Regions from separate parts of the Mus musculus genome. Here region 1 is linked to region 2. The links are chromatin contacts, called in public capture Hi-C maps. All regions are on one chromosome and are shown on one strand. The core of a region is the stretch at or near the end of the contact, and the rest is flanking DNA. Distances in the headings are between cores, read along the strand shown.

Region 1 (5,706 bases), core at 1,986-4,485, 74 kb after region 2:
GTTTTTGAGGTGATGAGGGTTGTAACAGGATCTTTTTCTTTTTTTTTTCCTTTTTCTTTCTCTCTCTTTTTTGGAGACAGGGCGGGGCTATGTAGCCCAGGCTGGCCGTGACTCAGTGATCTTTCTTCCTCAGCCTCTGAGTGCAGAGATTATAGGTGTTGACTACCATGCCAGACTTAGCATTTTCCTTTAACTTGAAAATGTTTTCTCAGAAAACTCTGTTCCAAAACACAATGTCAGGGTGGTGGCAGATCCTTTCTCGGCACCCACAGCTACCTGTGTCCACTCACTGAGACCTCTACCTGAGCCTGCACATGTGGACACCATGAAGGACCCTTCTCCAAGACTTACATTTGTAATAGGGACATACCGCATGATCTGTCACCAATTAAAAGAGCTTATTGGCCTTTGATATACATCAGTAAACTCTGCAGCGTTCGTTTAATTTTTAAGTTTTATGCAAGAATACCGAACCAAACATCAACGACATCATAGGCTCAGTAGCATGATTTAACTATCTTTTTGAATAAAGAGATTTTTTTTTTTAAGTTTATGACTTTTAATCCAAAGACAAAGGATTCCAAGTTCAGTGTCTGGAGCTGAACTGTCTTTGTTAGTCAGAGCCTAAGGGTCCAGGTTTCTCAGGATAAAAGCATGGCATGGATTGTCTCTTGTTGCTAAAATCAAGCAGGGTTATTCAGCAGCTCGGCAGATCGACCCTACTGTAGGCTAGAGAAAAGCTTCAAGAATTCAGATATACAGATTAACCCAATGAAAAAAAACAACCCTTTCTCAGAGTGTTCAAAAGCATTATATAAATCTTTAAAATTCCTATTACTCACATTTTAAGAAATAAATTTATACTTTGGTAAGGCACTCTTGGAATACAGTTTAGAAACAGTTACATTTTGAGCTGGGGGAAGCTATCCTTTGTGGAAGGGATGGTAAGTGCCCCGCCCACTCAGTCTCTAAATGGCCTGCTGTGACCATGGGTTTGCCTTCACCAGGAAGGGCTCTTCGCTAACGGCATTGTCCAGATTTATTGGAGAATTCAAAAGTAATTGCTCTTTTTCTCCTGAAGCTGCTTCATTTGAACAGAGAACAGTAACTTGGATTAGCTCTGCCCACAAAGGCAGCAGCCGGAAGACATCAGACTCCATCCTCTGACTGCGCCGATGGGTTGTACTTCTGGTGAATTTGATGTGCATGCTTGCTATCAACCTGACAGCTTTCACTTCTAAACGAGAATTTGAATTTCACCATTCTTATTGCTAAGTAAAACAAATACCAATGTCTACAAAGTAGTAATGACCACTTAGGAGGCTTTAACAGAAAGGGGTTGGGAGGGGGTCCCACTCTTTCCTACATGATGAGAGAAAATGAGGGAGCAGGGCTGAGGGGAAGTCAGGCTTATGGCTTCACAAGGAGAAGGGAGAGGGCACTGACGTCCGTCCGTCCGTCAGAGGGAGTGTGAACTGAGGCACCGCCACTGGACCAGGTCCTTGCTTCTAAGGAATAATGGAGGATCCTAGAAAGACAGCCGTGAGGTGCTGCCGTTTTTTGTTAACTCTTCTGGGCGGCGAGCGACCCATTACTTCCCATAGAACTTTTTGTTGAGAAGGAAGATCAGGAGGTTGACATTCACTTTAGCTCTATCAAATAATTTCATAACTGCAACTCCTTCATACTGTAGCTGCAGCAAGTCCTGTTTAAAAAACAAAACAAAACAATTTCACCATCGAATCCAGAACAAGAAAAGGAAGGACCCCACGATCCAGGAGAGGAGAGGCAGGACTTCTGTGCCAGGTGTGAAATGGTGCAGCAGGTCAGACACACTTCTCAGTGCAGAGCTTTACGGGGCACGACTGCCCTGGGGCCAGCTACCCTGGGTGCTGGAGCAACAGGGAGCCTACAACTTAGTCTTAGGTTATCATTTAGTTTATAGTAAAAGATTCTAAACACAAAGGGAAATTAGGAGTTATGTTCAGTTAAAATACATTTAAAGCTTATTTCAAAAGTTACAACGGTAGGGGCCGCTGGAGCAGTGAGCAGGGCATGGATGAGTGGGTGAAGCATCATCCTCAAGAGGCAAAGGGGAGGGTGGAGAGGGGAGAGGGGAGATGGGATGGGATTTGTTGAGGGGTAACTGGAAGGGGGATATGATTTGAAATGTAAAGGAATGATTAATCAAAAAGAAGTTATGATGGCATTTCCCCATTGTTTCAGATGTAGGTTAGAGGTTTTAATACACATAGAAAAAGTAAAGGCATTTCAATTTATGAAATATGCCAATGAGAATGAGAAATGAAAATGAGAATGACCTGTAATGTCTCAGTACCTACCAGTTGCTCTGCCCCCGCCCCGCCTCCACCCCTGGCACTTTTGCACAGGCTGACCGAATACTCCTGACCCCATGGTGGGATGACAGGTATGTGCTGCCTGGCTCAGTTTCTACAGTGCTGAGATCAAACCCAGGGGTTTGTGCCTGCCAAACAAGCATTCTACCAACAGAACTACATCTCCAGCTCTGCAGTCTACTGGAGTCCTTTGTTTTTAGGAGACTGAGCCCAGGGTCTCTTGTAAACTGAATATGACTCCAACTTCAACTCCGCATGAGAAAGGTTGTCTAACGTAAATGCAAGTACAACAGGAGGAGCAACCATCCAGCACCGAGCCTGTGTGTGGCCTCGGTTAGGCACCTTACACACTATTTTTTCAAGGCATTACAAAAACCTTATGAAGCATAATTATCTGAACTTTAGAGATGAGCTGCTGAGGCTCAAAGTGTTGGGTGGCAAGGCCATCAGGAAAGAGCTGGCTCTGGGGTGATCGGTATGATCGGCTGTTTTCTAATGTTCTCTGCAGTCCTGGCGGCTTACGACAGCACTGTCGTCACTACCACTAAACTGGTGAGTGGTGGTGAGGAAGGGCATGAAGGGACCGCAGTGTCCCAAGGATGGGGACCATGGTGTGTCCTCTCTGCCTAGCCTAACCCTAACCCCAGGCACCTATGAGGCAGACCAGTTCCTGAATCCGAGCAGCAGTGTACAGTCTCCTTAGCAGACTGGTTGGCCTGCACTGGCAGTGAAACCAATGGAATAGGGACTGTATGCAGTATGCTTAGTTACAGTGTGTGAAGAAATCCTTTCACAGTTACTGAATTAATATGCGCTGAGAGACTACTGGTTACCAACAGGGAGGTACAGATGACTAAGACATACTGTCTTAGGAGTTCCCAGTTTTGGGGGTGGCAGGGAAATGAGTCAGCTCGCACTGTCAACAGAGGATGTCTCAGGGCTGCTGAGTCAAGGGGAAGGGCCATCACTGCGGCTGTAGGGGGGCAGCGCGGGCCAGTGCTCACTGTTTGATGGAGGCAGGAGGCAGGTAGGGAGCAGAGGGAGGGAGGCTGATTCCAGGAGGGGAGAGCATCCTGTGCAGAAGGCGGAACGCTTGCTCACAGAGAGGCACCAGCCTGGTTTGCTAGACCACGGCAGTGGCAAGCAAGGCAGGGTGTGGCAAGACATGGAAGAGCAGTTTGGCAGTAGAGCATGTGTGAGGCTCAAAGTTTGATTCTCAGCACTGCAAAAGAAATGAGCCAACCAGGCTGAAGAGGTCACTCACTGGTTAGGAGCACTGACTGCTCTTCTAGAGGTTCTGAGTTCAATTCCCAGCAACCACATGGTGGCTCACAACCTTCTGTAATAGGATCTGATGCCCTCTTCTGGTGTGTGTCTGAAGACAGCTACATACATAAATACATAAATCTTTAAAAAAAAAAAAAAGAAAAGAAAAAGAAACCAACCAACAAAAACCGTAAGAGGTCTACTATGTGGTACACACATAGTTGGGTCTGGACACCGCTCATGAATCCTTTCAATTGTCTGATTATTTCTGGCTTTGGATTTTGAAGATTGCTTTCACTATACAGGCTGGCCAGGAATTACAATGAAGTCCAGGCTGGCCTCAAACTCTGAATCTTCTTGCCTCTGTCTCCTGAGAGCTGGATTACTGGTGCGTGTCACCATCCTTATTTGGTACATTTTTTAATGTGCAAAAATAGATATTTAGGCAGCTCGGCATGGTGGCACATATCTATAATCCCAGCATTTGGGAGAAACAGGAGAGTCAAGTGTTCAAGGCCAGACTCAACTACATAGTGGATTTGAGGATAGTTTGGGCTACATAAGATTCCTCCCACTCCCCAAAATCAGGTATTTGGGGTTGGAAATTGAACTCAGTGGGAAACAGCCTGCAAGCACAATGCTGAGGGTCAAATGTAAGCACCAGAAAGAAAAAAAAAAGAAACTTAAAAATAAATTAGGGGCAGCTACGTTATAAAACGGCTACAGAGTTAATTTTGAATTTAAAATGTGATTCAGAGTTACAACGAGGCAATGTGTTCACAAATTTTAGTAATATCCCTAACAAAAGGTATCCATATCAAATAAAAATGAAAACAAAGAGAGATTTCAAGTACAGAGCAGCAAAGAATCTCTTACTGCTAACACTGGTGGTTAGGTACCTCCTTCAAGGCCAGGGCACCAGCTCATCAGGGCTGGAGTGAAGATTCAGGTGTCAGAGCACTCTAAAGCATCCGCACAGGACGACTCTCAGAGGACACAGACCACACCCAACTCCCCAAGCCCTTAGCTTCTCCCAACTAGGCGCCCACCGAGCTCTCTGAATACACAAAGCTCTCCCCAAAGGCTTTCCCTTATCTTTTCTCCCACCTCATCGGAGAGCGTCACGCCTGAGCCTGTGCACACCCACCTGATAATGCAACATGAAAGTCTCCATCTGAACTCCCATGAACTTGGCTTTTACTTCAAAGTCTCCAACTTCTTCTGTTGGACCAATTTCGAAGATAACATTTTTAAATCTGTTGAAACACAACACCGTATGTGTGAGCTTTGAGTTTTTAGGTAATGAGACTCTGAGATGGGGGAGGGGGCACTAGGGGTAGATTCTGGACCTAAGTTCGCCTGGAGCGGCAGCGCCATTGGCAAAAGCATCCTGCTGTGGTGTCTGCTTTGACACCTGGAGAGAGAAATGGTCACCCCTCCCTGAAGCACTTGCAATTTGTTCCAAGACGGCCCATGAGAAGGCCACCAAAGCCTGAAATGGTGAGACCAGATGGCCCCGCCCTGAAGCAACAGTCAAAAGTCAGTGAGAAAAGGAGCAGGGTGTGGTGGCGCACACCTGCCATCCCAGCACTCGGGAGGCAGAGGCAGGGAGATACCTGAGTCTTGAGACCAGCCTGGTCTACAGAGTGAGTTCCAGGATACCCAGGGCTACACAGAGAAACCCAGTTCTTGGGGAAGGGGAGGGTGTTTGAGGATTGTGAGAGATGAGTGAGGAAGCAGAGGGGTCAGCAAGGTTGCTTTACTGGACTGAGAATGTATGTACTTAAGGATGAGTACACACGGCCCTAGGCAGGAAACCACACAGCACCAGCAATAAGTACGATTATGCTGCTCCCCAGGAGAACAGAGCAATCACTCCACATCTGCAGAGCTCCGTAGAGCTGTGGCCCACTACAGACAGTGAAGAACCAGTAAGGGTGCCCAAGAGGTCTCCAAGGGGATAAAGGAGCGCTCACAGCATCCGTGCTCAGAAACGGGGTGGTTTCACCTTACCTGCTTGGAACGCCTCCTTCCTACGGATAATTGCTTTGTGCAGTAATTAGTGTGAATGCACTTGGTAAGT
Region 2 (5,344 bases), core at 1,098-3,597:
TCACTGACTTCTCACAGGCTCACTAGCAGTGACCGTCCAGACCACAGAACAGTGGTGTATAAGGCCCCCAGTCTGGGTTGAAACATCTAGCACCCAGGGATTTTCATGAGGGAAAGCTGAGTGCTGACGCGGTGTCCTCCCTAACACAGCCCTCGGGGGGCAGACCATCTACTTTGCTTGCTACACTGAAAATGGGTACAGAGAAATGGCGGAGAGTGGAGCTGGTATATTTGTGGAACTTCAATGTCTTTGTTTATATAATGAGCTGTTTTCCTTTCTCTTCTTTGTGACAGTGGGGACACCAGGGTCTCAGTACAAGTTTTAGGCAAGGACTCTGCCCCTGAACTTTATTCCCTCATCCAGGATCTGAATGCTCTGAGGTGATTTTATTATTATTATTTCATCTGATGCTTCAAGTGAAAGTCACAATCAGCATGGAACGAAGAACATGATGTGTGCTAACCCTTGTAACGTATATAAAGTATGCTAACCCTTGTGACATATATAAAGTGTGCTATAACCCTTGTGACTTATATAAAGTGTGCTAACCTGTGTGACATATATAAAGTGTGCTAACCTGTGTGACATATATAAAGTGCGCTAATCCGTGCAACCATTTCACCATTTGTTCCAACACTGGAATGAAATGAGGAAGCTAGAACCCTGTCCCCCACTTTGACTTTCTGTGTTTCTTACTTCTGCTTACTTGGGGGAATATTTGAGGTTTTATAGTTTCTGGGAATCATTTGTAATAGTGATGGGGTGACAAGCTGACGCACTGACTGTCACTGGTTTGTGTCATAGCTGGGCTGTGGAGAGAGCCAGGGTGAGTGTCAGCTTAATGAGGATGCTAACCTTGGCTTGCTCTTCTTTCTGGGGCTATAAGCCAACCTTAAAGCCCATTCGCTGAAGCTGAAGCTGAAGCAGAGGACCAGGTGCAGCAGATGGCATGCACACCTCCTCCCTGACCCAGGGATGCAGAAATGCTTCCCGGAGGATGCTGGTCCCAGTAGGCAGAGTCAAATAAAGGCAAAGTTCTCTCAGACTAAAAGCAAGGGTTTGTTTCTTAGCTGCTGAACAGACAAGTCAGGGGCACTTAGGGTCAAGAGTAACTGGGAAAATCCTGGTCCACAGCTGGGAAGACAGCTCAGGCGGTAAAGTGCAGGCCTGGCATGTACAAAGCTTGGTTCCATCTCAGCACCCCGTAACAGGGCATGGTGGTCACACAGCTGTACTCCCAGCACACAGAGGTAGGAGGTGGACCCCAAAACAGTTCAAGGTCATCCTCAATTGCACAGCAAACTGAAGGCAGTCTGAGCTACACGAGACACTGTTTCAAAAAGAAAATAAGTATTTATTCACACTCTCAACAAATGAAAAATATAAAGATTGAGAGTGTGAGACACCGCTGATCCCATTTCCCCTTCTTGCTTCCTGATAGACAGCCAGGGTAATGGCTGCATGAGCCCTTCAATGAACGACTGTGTAAGCACAGCAAGTGGGAGCGGACCTTACTTCTACTCTTCTCTTTTAGCACGGATAGTAACATGGTATACATTACAGCTGGCTATAATGTATATGGACTGATGCAGCTGTGTGTGCATGTGAGGAGGCACCTCTGGTCCATTACCGCTCTTTTCTGAAAGACTTTCTCACTGCTCTGGAACTTGCTAAGCAGACTGGCCAGTGACTCCAGCTCTTCAGGGCCCAGATTACAAGCACAGCACACCTGGCTTTTATGAGTGTTCCGGGGATTGAACCCACGTCTTCCTGGGTTTACTGAATTACTCCAACCCACTTTTTATTTTTTAATTTTTTTTTCAATACTAGGGATTAAACTCAGGGTCCTGCTACTGAGCTGAGTCCATGTCCTCAGCAATTGCTTTTTAATGTTACTTTTTTAAAAATAGGTATTTACTTTTATGTGAAGGTAGGACAGGGTAGTGTGGAGGGCAGCACACATGCCACAGCCCACGTGTAGTGGTCAGAGCACTTTCAGGACTCAGGTCTCTCCTTCCACCATGCGTGTTCTGCTGACTGAACTCAATCATCAGGCATGGCAGCAATCCTTTAACAGCTGGGCTACCTTGTTGGTCTTGCTCTTTAAACATTCTCACTCTTTCACTAAATCCCTGGGCTGATTCCACCTTCAGTTTTGTTTACAGCTGCTCCTCCTCCTGTCTTCTTTTTTCTTCAGTAATCCTTCTGCTCCAGCCTCTGGAGAGCTGGGACTGCGACACTGTTTCTTTGCTATCTTTCACTTGTCCATATCCTCAGTGGGGTAGTTTCCCCCACAGACCACGGTTTCTCTAAGCCCTTGACAGGGCCAGGATCTCACCCCCCACCCCCCCACACACACACTTCTTCCTCTTTCTCCTCTATTGGCTCTTCCCATGAGCACATGAGCCCAGCCAAGGAAGGCTCTCACGCGTGAAGCTGGGGGAGGGGCAGGACAGAAGGATTCACCATTCTCCCTCCAAGCAGTCTGAGCAGCCACACCTCCTCAGTACCCTGCTCAGCTCTCAACTCCCAGCCCTGTCCACTCCACTGAAACTCCCAGGGCACCACAGCCTTTCCTTGTCACTAAATACAAATGGACTTTTCAGTACCTAAGTCACTGATATCTCAAGTATCTGAAACTGGGATTATGTGTAATATTTTAGAACCTGTTCCATGATTCCATGATTCCTGTCTCTGCAGACTTCTGAACACAAGAGCCATCCTTCAAATGCTAACTTCTCCAGGAAGTGGTCAGTCACACACTCTACCAACAGCCCAGATCTCTCCAGAGCTGCCGACTGCAGTCAACGCCCCAAGGGCTGGGTGCCTGGCACTTCAGTGGAGGTCACTGTGCGCCACCCTCTCACCTGGCACTAACTTGTCACTTTGCACTTCCTCAGGCACTGGCCCCATGGGGCTGCCTAAGCCCAGTGTTTGGGGCCCCCCTTGAGCACTTTCCCTTTCCCCTCTCCCCCTGGGCCATACGCGATGCTGGTTATGGTGTCCCCGATGACCCCGTGTCTCCCACACCCTTCCTCCTTAACTCCATCCACTTTCCCCTCCGTATCTGAAAAAGCCTTGGGATTTGCTGTTTTATTTTTGATTGTTTTGAGTCAAAGTCCCACTTGTGTAGCCCAGGCTGGTCTGAAACTTACCGGATCCACATGGTGTGACACCATGGTGAGCTATAACAGACTTTTGGTCTTTATTCTTGTCACCTCTACATTGCTTCCACACTGCAGTCAGAAGAAGCCCCTGAAACATGAGTCTAATGGCACTGCTTAGCAGTGCAAACGTTATTAACAACACTGCTTTTAAAAATACTTTTGTCTTGGTTACTTTTCTCTTGCTGTGATAAGACACCAAGACCAAGGCAACTTAAGAAGACAGCGTTTACTGGTGGTTCAGTTTCAGAGGGCTCGGTTCCACGCCCATCTTGGCCAGGAGCACGGCAGCAGGCAGACAGGCCTGGTGCTAGATCAGTAACTAAGAGTATATTTAGAGCCACAGTAGGAGGCAGAGAGTTAAGTGTAAATTGTCTGGGCTCTTGGAACCTCCAAGTCTGCCCCTATTGGCAAATGTCCTTAAACAAAACCATGCCATCTAATCCTTCTCTCCAACTGCTCCAATAACTGGGGACCCAGGATTCAAATACATCAGCCTATGGGGGCCATTCTCATTCAAACCTCTAAAACCCCAAATGAGCCTAAAATAAAAATAAGATAAACTTAAAAACCATCGTGGAAATAAACATTCAATAGCCTGGGGGTGGGAGCTAGGGACTGAAAAGCCACATGAAAATAAATCAATATGTATAAGTGTAATATAAACCTATAGTAATTAGTCAAACAGTGTGGCACTGGTACAGGGGTAGACACATCAACGAAGAGGAAGCCAGGGGTGGCCCATGCCTGCAACTCAAGCACTGCACCACTGTGCGACAGTCCCACACCCCACATGTTTTTAAATTTGCATGAAAAAAAATCCCATCATAAAAATCTAATAAATAGCAAACTGTGAAAATACTTGCAACTCAAATCACAGAAAACTGGCCACATTTTCTAAAACATAACAACTCAACCACCAAAATTAAGGGTAAAAGATGTGTCGTGCAGCTAAAGATAGTACAAAACCACAGGCGGGGGTTGGGGGGGAGGTGCATTTATAAAAGAAAAGCGAATGAAAACTACACAGAAGATCTGGAGAGATGGCTCAGAGGGCAAAGCACAAGAGATCAGATCCCCAGCGCCTACGTGCAATGCTGGCATGATGTAGGCATCTGCAGCCCCAACTCTCAGGAAATCACACAGGGGGATCCCTGACATCTGCTGGCTAGCCAGCCTAGCACTCTAGAGAGAAAGAGCCTGCCTCAAAACACACACACACACACACACACACACACACACACACACACACACACACACACACAGGCAAATGAACAAAACCAGAGGGGCTGGCAAGGTGGCTCAGTGGGCTAGGGGGCCTGGTATACGCAGCTGCAAATAACCAAAGACCCTGCCTCAAACACGGTAAGGACTGATCTCCAAGGCTGTCTCCGACCTCACCCTGTTATACAGTACACACTGGTGTACCTGTACTCACATACTTGAACACATATGCACGTACACAATACACACACATACAAGTGCATGTTTCAAAAAAAAAAAGATTTTTAAAAAACACAAGGTTGATGGCTCCTGAGAAACCACACCTACGGGTGACCTTAGGCTTCCATGCAACTGTGCACCTGCACACACTTAGCATCGCTACACACAAGCATCTCTCTCTCTCTCTCTCTCTCTCTCTCTCTCTCTCTCTCTCTCTCTCTCTCATGGACACACATCCTACATACAGGCATTTTACAAGCTTAAGAAAGATTAGCAAAGATCACAAATTTTGGCGAAACCTTGGGCCTGATTTGGGTAGCCAGGCTCTCTGACAGAACAGACATGGGTATAAACTGGTAGACATTCTAGAGAGGATGACCTGACAAAATACAACGTAAAATTACAACTGTTCCAGAAACTCGCTTCTAGAAAGTGTTCTTGCAGCTATACCTGTCTGTATAAAACTGTATGTGTATAATAAAATAAATTGTGCGATGTTCATGTAATAGAAGACTGTGTTTTGGTTTGTTTTGATTTGATTTGTTTTAAAGAGGGGCTGTGGAGATGGCTCAGTGGGTAAAGTGTTTGCCACTTGAGCATAAGAACCTGATTTGGATCCCCAGTGAGAGACTCTGCCTTAAAAAATAACGTAGGCTGAGCTGTGGAGGTGGCTCACCAGGCTGCACAAGTATGAAGAACTGAGTTCAAAGCCCCAGAACCTCCATGAAACTGGACAT

The links. Capture Hi-C pulls out chosen DNA fragments and counts their contacts.
Region 1: a capture Hi-C map of bone marrow-derived macrophages shows a contact between it and region 2, with 7 times the contacts expected there. The contact joins two enhancer-like sites. A contact is called at or near these places in 2 of 39 promoter capture datasets (the C10 cell line and embryonic stem cells), 1 of 15 datasets of contacts at CTCF or cohesin (CD8 T cells), 3 of 484 Hi-C or Micro-C datasets (bone marrow-derived macrophages, double positive thymocytes and macrophages), 5 of 115 datasets of contacts at active chromatin or transcription factors (bone marrow-derived macrophages, effector CD8 T cells, large pre-B cells and 1 more) and 2 of 9 other capture datasets (adipose tissue and bone marrow-derived macrophages).

Annotation. Positions count from the first base shown.
Region 1 is chr7:80,712,241-80,717,946 of GRCm38.p6, forward strand. Iqgap1 (IQ motif containing GTPase activating protein 1) reads right to left here. Exons shown (of 38, transcript NM_016721.2): 37 at 4,771-4,879; 38 at 1-1,705. The coding sequence ends at 1,592. Among named protein-coding and RNA genes, the nearest start is that of Crtc3, 26 kb to the left of the region's middle. Within about 2 kb of position 3,236, at least 105 of the 459 cell types and tissues checked have an H3K27ac peak or open chromatin away from gene starts, as enhancers often do. A contact at or near this core is called in CD8 T cells and bone marrow-derived macrophages, where this site is marked.
Region 2 is chr7:80,639,269-80,644,612 of GRCm38.p6, forward strand. All of the region lies in intron 2 of Crtc3 (CREB regulated transcription coactivator 3), which reads right to left. It overlaps Gm15880 (predicted gene 15880), which reads left to right. Exons shown (of 5, transcript NR_040343.1): 4 at 294-380; 5 at 2,701-5,116. Among named protein-coding and RNA genes, the nearest start is that of Gm15880, 5.9 kb to the left of the region's middle. Within about 2 kb of position 2,348, at least 123 of the 459 cell types and tissues checked have an H3K27ac peak or open chromatin away from gene starts, as enhancers often do. A contact at or near this core is called in CD8 T cells and bone marrow-derived macrophages, where this site is marked.